Regions from separate parts of the Ovis aries genome. Here region 2 is linked to region 1. A link is a contact called in public Hi-C data. All regions are on one chromosome and are shown on one strand. Each heading gives the region's core, a stretch centred on a gene start, on an enhancer-like site or on the middle of the called end of the contact. The rest is flanking DNA. Distances are from core to core; before and after follow the strand shown. Region 1 holds the start of AAGAB (alpha and gamma adaptin binding protein). Region 2 holds the start of SKOR1 (SKI family transcriptional corepressor 1).

Region 1 (3,807 bases), core at 701-3,200:
ACAATGTAATGGTAAATTTTTACAAATGAAAAATATGAAATATTATTTGAAAATAAAAGCATATTTATATCTATTTATAAAAATCATATGCCTTAAATGTTATAAATACATAACTTCATACATTTATGTTTAATATTTCAGATACAACATTTGAATTTTATATGTAAAATAAAATATAACATGCTATATATAAAATGTTAAAACTATTATAAAATATCAGGATAAAATTGTATATATATTGGAAATGCAATTACCAATTTTTAAAAATCTGTGCATTGGGGGAAAAACACTGGAAGTAAATGCACAGGAATGTTAACACAGTATTTGTGTTTGGGTGATGAGACCCTGGCTGACATTTTCTTTTCTCCATTACACTAAATCTTATTTAATGGACTATGCACTACTTTTACAATAAAACAATTTTTAAAAAGAAAGAAAATAAATGAGAAGAAGCACTGCTGAGAGGTAAGGAAATGGCATAATTAAAGCAGCTGGTTACCACTTGGTGTATAATTAAACTTTTGCTCTGGTAAGGAACTTTTTAGGTGATCACAAATGATAACTAAGTTACATAGTATCTGTGCTGGAGAGACACCCTGCCTTATTCTGTCATTTGACCAGTACAAGGAAAAGTTACTTTTATATAATGCTTTATAGTTTACCAAATGCTTTCAAAATGTCACACCATCTATCCTTCAAAGAATCCCGCGAGGTAGATTCATATGCCCCATTTCAGGGCTTCCCAAGTGGCGCTAGTGGTAAAGAACCTGTCTGCCAAAGCAGGAGACGTAAGAGACGCGGGTTCGATCCTTGGGTCGGGAAGATCCCCTGGATCTTTGCAACCCACTTCAGTATTCTTGTCTGGAGAATCCCACGGAAAGAAGAGCCTGGCGAGCTACAGTCCATGAGGTCGCAAAGAGTCGGACACGACTGAAGCGACTTAGCACGCCCCACTTTCAGAATCAGGAAACCGAGGGCTAGAGAGAGAATGTGCTTTATTAACAGTATTTACCATTTACCGACTGATCACTCAAAGTGTTAAGCACAACAGTCATGTGAAAATTATCACCACTTTACAGATCAGAAAACTGAAGAGCACAGTTTACAGCTGAGAGTCATCGTTCTGACTCGAAGCCACAATTTGAAACAGAGGAGTCTTGAGTTATAATCAACTTTGCGGAGTCTCAGTGGAAGGGTCGAGCCCCAAACCCAAAACCCTATGCTCTCTCTACTCCACTGGTCCCCCCTCCTCGCCTACGATTCTTTGAAGAGTGACTTAGGTTGACAACCACTATGAGGGTCTAGAGGGAAAAATACTAGGCCCAATAATAACCAAAAACTAATGCTGGCGGAGGGCCTCGTCTCAGGAGAAAGGCAAGGCAGTGAATAACTCAGAGTGGAGGGGGCAAGTTTAATAAGTCTTAACATATACACACGCGGCAGGGGGTGCAGAGGAACCACACTCTCTACCTCAAGAGCAGGGATGACAGCATAAATCACGAATCCTGCACCTGACGCTCGCGTTCATAGGTTCAATTCCCAGAGAGCCTTTTCTGCTCACCTCAACGGCTCCCCGCCGACAACCCCTGGGTTGAGGTCCTACTTAACAGAAAACACTGGAACAAACCCCATGGTGGGCCAGGTAGAGACAGAGAAGCAACGAGTATTGTAGCTAACAGTGGACACCTGGGGCACTAGGCACCATGACCACATCCGAGGGGCACCCGAGGGGCCTCGGGCCACCACCGAGGGGAGGAAGAGTCCAGGGCTCGCGGCGAGGACCGAGGCCCCGAGAGAGGCTGCGGTGCTGGGACTGCCCCCTGCCGAGGCTCGTACTGGGGCCTGGAGGTCGGCCCAGGAGCCTCGCTACTCACGTTGCACTAGCCGGTCTGCGGAGAAGGTGGAGGAGCAGCTGGTAACGAGCGCGCAGGGGACGCCTGCAGCCATCACTGCGCCCAAGAACCGGTTCCTTCCCGGAGCCACTTCCGCCTTGGGCGATACCACGGCCGCCGGCGCGCGGGGGAGACGCGCAAGAAAGGCGCGTCTCAGAAGGCACTGCCGGCCCTGCCTCCTCCTTTGCCCCCTCTTCCGCTCCCGGCGTGGACCAGGCTGGGCTTCGCGTGGCGTTGCCATGGGGACGAGCTCCCTCTGCGGCAAGTTCCCGAGTCTGGAGACCTTGCCTTCCTGGGGAGGGATTCTCGCCGGGCCGTAGGCATGGCTCAGGAGAAGGAAAACCAAGACCCCGTCGGATCTATCTTAATCCAGGTGGGAAATGGGCCTCTCCTAACCCTGTCCAGCTAGAACCCTTCGAGCGAGCGAGGCCCAGCAGAGCCTACCCACTTACGCTTACCCACTTAAAGCGCCGCTTCTCAGATTGCCTCCAACACCACGGTTTAAAGAACTCTCAAGTGTGCCAACCTAGACCTCTCTGGCCAGCCTCACACACCTCTTGAGCCTGACGATGGAGGTTGCGCGGTCGAAGCGCGACCAATCCGCCTCTGGTAAAACTCCAGGACGATACACCCCTCTGGGACCTTTACTTTGGAAAAATCCATGTTCCACTGAGGCACCATTTTTGAATGTTATATTCTGAAAAGTTTGATCCTATGATGTAAGGAAGTGGAGGAGATACAAATCAGACACGTATCTGGGCGGAAGTTGAAAGAGATGAACTGCTTTCGATCTCCTGCATTGCAGGCGGATTCTTTACCAGCTGAGCTACAAGGGAAGACTTGCTTTTCTTAAGTACCCCAATTTTTTTCACTCTAAAAGTCCCTTGCATATAATGGTGTTCTGGGGATGTAATGCACACCATGGTGATTACAGTTAATAATTCTGTATATTTGAAAGCGGCTGAGTAAATCTTACAAGTTCTCATCACAAGAAAAAAGTTGTATTATAACTATATGTGGTGATGGATGTTAACTAGCCTTACTGTGGCAATCATTTAGCAATATGTACAAATATTGACTGATGTTGTCTACGTGAAGCTAATATAATGTTTATGTCAATTATATCGCAATTAAAAAATAATAAAAATTCCTTACTTGGGAACAAGATAAAAGCTTGCTAATCAAGTTAAACTTTGTGGAATGTGGAAAGGTGACAAAAAGCACAGGAAAGTAACTTTCTCTAATCTGAGGGGGGAACATCATGAAAGTTTTGATTTCTCAGTACAACTCAGTTTGTGACCGTTACACTCAGATTTTTCCAGAATGTTGAAAGCACTACTTTCGCCCTGCCCTACATTTATTTGTGATGGTTCTGAAACATTTTTGACATATCATCAACTTTAACGCATATATAGCTCTACTTGACTAAAAATTTGAAGTTATTTCCCTAAGGACTATCAGAACTCTACTCAGTTCTGCACTTGGTCTAATTTTTCTTCCTGCCATGATTTGGTCCTCCCCTCTGGGAGACTTCTTTAAACCCCTAAACTCACCAATTTTATAGACTTCCGCAATATGGATCATACCCAGATCTTCTTACCTCACCTTTTCTTGTCCTTGCTTTCACCATCATCCTAGAATGAGTTTAGCCAAACTGTCAAGTGTGAGGGAAGAGTCTCCACAAGACTGCCCTCGTTTAGACACCAGGCACAAGTTCAGGGCCCCCTAGAACTATCCTTAATTCAGACCAGCTGCCTACACTTTTGGAAGCCCCAACCATGTCACATTGGCTAATTTGCTAGAGCACTCACAAAACTCAGAAAAGCACTATGTTTACAATTACAGTGTTTTTATAGCAAAAGAATAGAAATTAGAATCAACCAAGGGAAGAGAGGCTCAGGGCAGAGTCCAGAAG
Region 2 (4,033 bases), core at 1,323-3,822, 560 kb after region 1:
TTGGGGTCTGGGAGATCAGCCTGCATCCCTTATTGACTGAGGAGCCTGGGTGAGTTGGCTTCCACTGCCTGACCCTCGATTTCCTACCTGTAAAATGGGAATAAATGATCTTTACCTATTTCCAGGGTCGTTGTGAGAAAGGGCTCTGCCAACTGAGATGCTCTTTGCGGTGATACTAACCAACTGGACGCTGGCCCAGCGCAGAGTCCAGGCCCGACCCCAAGACCCCTCCTCGGAGATTACCATCTCTCAAGCGAGCGGCGCCCCTTCCCCAGCCTCTGCCCATACGCGTTTAAGTCTTTCTCTGCTTCAGACCGGGTGGAAGAGCAGGGTAGGTCTTCGAAGTCAGAGAGGGCGCAGGGAGCTGTCCACGGATTGGTGCTGAACGGAGACGCAGGGGTCAACCTGCATCCCCTTCCCCCGCACCCCACGGCGCTGCATCCGCAAAGGGAACTTTTGTCTAAGAAGTCCCCCGAGACCGCGCGGCCCGGCTGCCAGGAGTGCCCTGGAGGCCGTCCCCAGAGGCACTGCTGGCCATCGCAGTACAATAGAGGTAGGAGAGGCAGGCCCAGCTCAAGGGGGTCCTCCCCATCGTCTTTCCACTCCAACCCCCACCACCCTGAGGGCGTCCGGGCTCCAGGATCGTTGTCACCATCACACCGAATTCTGAGATGTCTTTTACAAAATCATTAGGAGGCTAAGAATAATTACCGAACGGGATTGTAATTATGGGGTGAGGAGGCAGGCCAAGGGAGGGGGATGAGGGGTGGAGTCTGGGGGATGGCTCTTGGACTGGGACAGAAAATAGGTTCCTGTTTTCCTTGGAGGGAAGTGGGATGGAGGGTGCAGGGGTGGAGATCCGCTGAGTTAGAGCGGGACAGAGGTAGAAACTGGGAAAGACGCGCCAGTGGAGGGACAAGATTCGGAGAGGGAAAGGGCGCTGAGCAGGCTCCAGGAGGAAAGAGAGAAAGGCAAGGAAATACCAGAGAGAGAGAAAGGCGGGAGCTGATAAAGGTGAAAGAGCAAGAACCCCTCTAGAAGAGACCCCGCAGCAGAGACTAAGCCCTCAAACTTGGGGTGGGGTTGTTTCGTAGCCCCGGAAAACACGCGAGGAGCAGGTGGCAAGCCAGTTACAGGGCCTGGCCGCCCCCTCTCTCCGAGGGTAGCCCTGGGCAATCTGTTCCCACCCCCAGAGGCTTTTCCCAAGACCCCTGCGAGCCCGCGGAGAAGAGAAAAGCACAGGGGAGTGCAGGAGAAGGGGAGATGAACCCTAGAGGAGCCGGAGTGTAGGAGGGGAGAGGGCCTGAAACCCAGAGCGAGAGGGAAGACGAGAGGGCGGGGGCGAGGGCGACCCGGCGCCGCTGGCCGCGGAAGATTTATTGCACCGCCCGGGTTCCAAGGACTGGCTGCGATCGGCGCTGCTGCCCGTGTCAGGAGCTGCCGCGGCCGCTGCGCCCCCTGCACGGGCAGCCCGCCGCGCCCCGGGCCATGCCTGCCATTATTAACTTCTGTTTGATTAGGGTAATTGTTCAAACTTGGACTGGACAGTATGATTAATTACAGTTTAATTAACGTGTCCATTAAGGACACTTAATGCCACAGAGGGGTGGGGGGGAGGGGGTAAGGGAGTGTCTGGGTGCGGGCAAAAAGGGAGGGAGTACGACTAAGTAACTCAAATAAGGAAAGACGAAGATTGAGAGAGAGGGAGAAAACCGGACCTACTGAGTCAGTGGGGGGGAAGAACGGTGAAGACAGAAATCGACAGAAAAGTGAAGAGGTGGAAAGAAATGGAGCTCTTCGAAGAGAGAAGATGCCAGGGAGGGTCTGCAGCATCAGGGGCTAGAACCCCACCACCAGGAAACCAAGTTAACAGGAGAGCCAGGGAGGGGTCTAGCTTTCAACTAGTAGTTGACCCCAGATATCACCCAGAGATGCCTCGGCTCCTGGCCTGGGCTGGTTGGTGTTAATGGAGGGGGTGGTTAAAGGCCCAGGACCCCCCTAAACCCAGTTCCCGAGCCCACAGCTCAGTGAAGGAGAAAGGAGGCTGTCGTGACACCAGTGCGTCCTAGTCAGAAGCGTCGGCGAGTTGGTTCTGCCCCTTCCCGGCTACTATCCCCTGGCACCTCACACCCTGATCTCTGCTCCGACCTTCCAGGGTCATCTCCCTGGCCCGAGAGTGCGGTATGGATTCTCAAGCCCTTTCCTTCTGAGTCTTCCTTAGCCATTGGTCTAGCTCCTTGCCACTTAGCCTGGAGAGCTGAGCCCTCCCCCACTTTGCTCTTGGGGGCAAACTTTGTGGCCCCGGGCTCCTCCTTCCTCCCGGTCCCCTTAGCGAGCTTGGGCTGCTGGTGCGGGGCTCAGGGAACAGGTGTGTGGCCGCTTACCTGGGGCGCCCAGAGCCGGGAGCTGCGGGAAGGCGGCGGGGCCAGGCGCGTGGCCCGCGGGCTAGCTATCGGACCCCGGGAGGGCGCGAGTGACTGCACGGGCGGTGGGTGTGGCGCCCCGGCTCGCAGATGTCAGGCGCGCCCGCCCCGCGCTGGGCTCGCCACTCGGGCTGTCCCCGCGCCTTGCCAGTCGCCGCGCTATGCTCTCCAGGCTTCGGCCTCCGCGCCGGGCCCATCCAGGGCCTCAGGGGCAACCGCACAGGGCACCCATCTTTCTGCCCGGGACCCTGGAGCCCTGCGCCTGCTGAGAGCCTGCGCCGCGCGGGAGGGGCCAGTGGGGCCGCGGGTGTGAGAGCGGGGAGCCCGGGAGCGCGGCTGTGCGCGCGCGCGGGGAGGGGCCGCGCCGTCACCCGGAGAGCCCGGCGGATCCCCGACTCCCGCCCGCCGCTCCGCCGGCCGCGCACCTCCGTTCACCGCTCGCCCGGCTCCAGCCGCCGCCGCACGGTGAGTACCCGCGCCCGGTAGCTGGCTGACCCCGCGCCTTGTCTCTACAGCTTTTTTCGTTTAGTTCCGATATGGGTTCTTGTGGTTGTTTTTATTATTAGACCTCAAGACTCCATCGCCTCACTCTCTGCGCTGCCTGACTCCAGCCTCGTCGCCCTCTCCAATCTCACCCCTCAAGCCCCAGGAGCCGGCGAGGGCTCCCAGAGCTGCCCTGGCCGCTGCTCCTTGTCGCTGCGCACAGCGCTTTGCCCTGGCTTTTGAAATTCGGTTCCGTTCCTAGGGTCCTCTTTCTCCTGGTTCCGGGGTCCGGAGTCCCCTCCTCCCACTCGGAAAGACCCCGAGGGGACTCCAGACCCTCAGCTTGGAGAAGACGTGCCCGCCTTCACTGCAAGCGGGCAGGGCACACTGGCCGATTTCGGGAAACCGAGAAGACATCTTCATTTCCCAGAGCCGCGGCACCCCACTTCCATCTCCCTAGCCAGCCTGAAGACCCTTCTGGAAGGGGGTGCGGGGTTTTTCTTGCTGATCCCTCAGCCGAGGGGTTAGGACAGTGCTTTTGCCTCCTAAAATATTGCAAGGGACTTCAACGCAAAAGAAGGGTCAACTAGTTTCAGTTTGATCCACGGAGATAAAGATGAAATAGATAACAGATAAATAGCTTGATACTTGAAGAAGGTATGAAGACAGATGGGAGAAAGAGGAGCGAGCAGGGAGAGACAGACAGCTCAGGGACAGATAAGATCGACAGATGAAGGAGGGAGAGAGGCAGAGGGAAAGAAGATCCCAGGCTTTTGAGCTTGGATGCCCTGTCTGGCTGAAGCTGCCCTTTGAAAATGGATTTGTCAGTTTCTGCTGAGTTTAGAGGAGGAGCCCTCAGGACTGGGCTGTCTGAGCCGCAGGACTGCCTGCAGCCATGGGCCCAGTGCAAGCCTCCCCTGTCTGAGGACACGTGGTTGGGCTGAGCCATGTAGGGGGCCCCAAGCATCAGTCCCTGGGTCCTTCCTGCTGCCGCTGTCCACGGAGCGACTGCCTCCCTGCCTCGGCCAGAGAGTAAAGCTTGGGACCAGAAGTAACTTTCAACCTGGAGCCTTAGGGTGGCTTCAGAGACGGGTCAGGATTCCTTTCAGCCCGTATGAGTCAGGACA

The links. A called contact is a pair of places that touch in the nucleus more often than the background predicts.
Region 2: a contact with region 1 is called in a Hi-C map of skin fibroblasts, with 2.1 times the contacts expected there. The contact joins the promoter of SKOR1 here to the promoter of AAGAB in region 1. A contact is called at or near these places in 4 of 16 Hi-C or Micro-C datasets (hypothalamus, omental adipose tissue, skin fibroblasts and 1 more).

What each region holds. Positions count from the first base shown.
Region 1 is chr7:14,071,854-14,075,660 of ARS-UI_Ramb_v3.0, forward strand. It overlaps AAGAB (alpha and gamma adaptin binding protein), which reads right to left and starts at 1,951. Exons shown (of 10, transcript XR_009601420.1): 1 at 1,875-1,951.
Region 2 is chr7:14,629,639-14,633,671 of ARS-UI_Ramb_v3.0, forward strand. SKOR1 (SKI family transcriptional corepressor 1) reads left to right here and starts at 2,573. Exons shown (of 8, transcript XM_042252088.2): 1 at 2,573-4,033.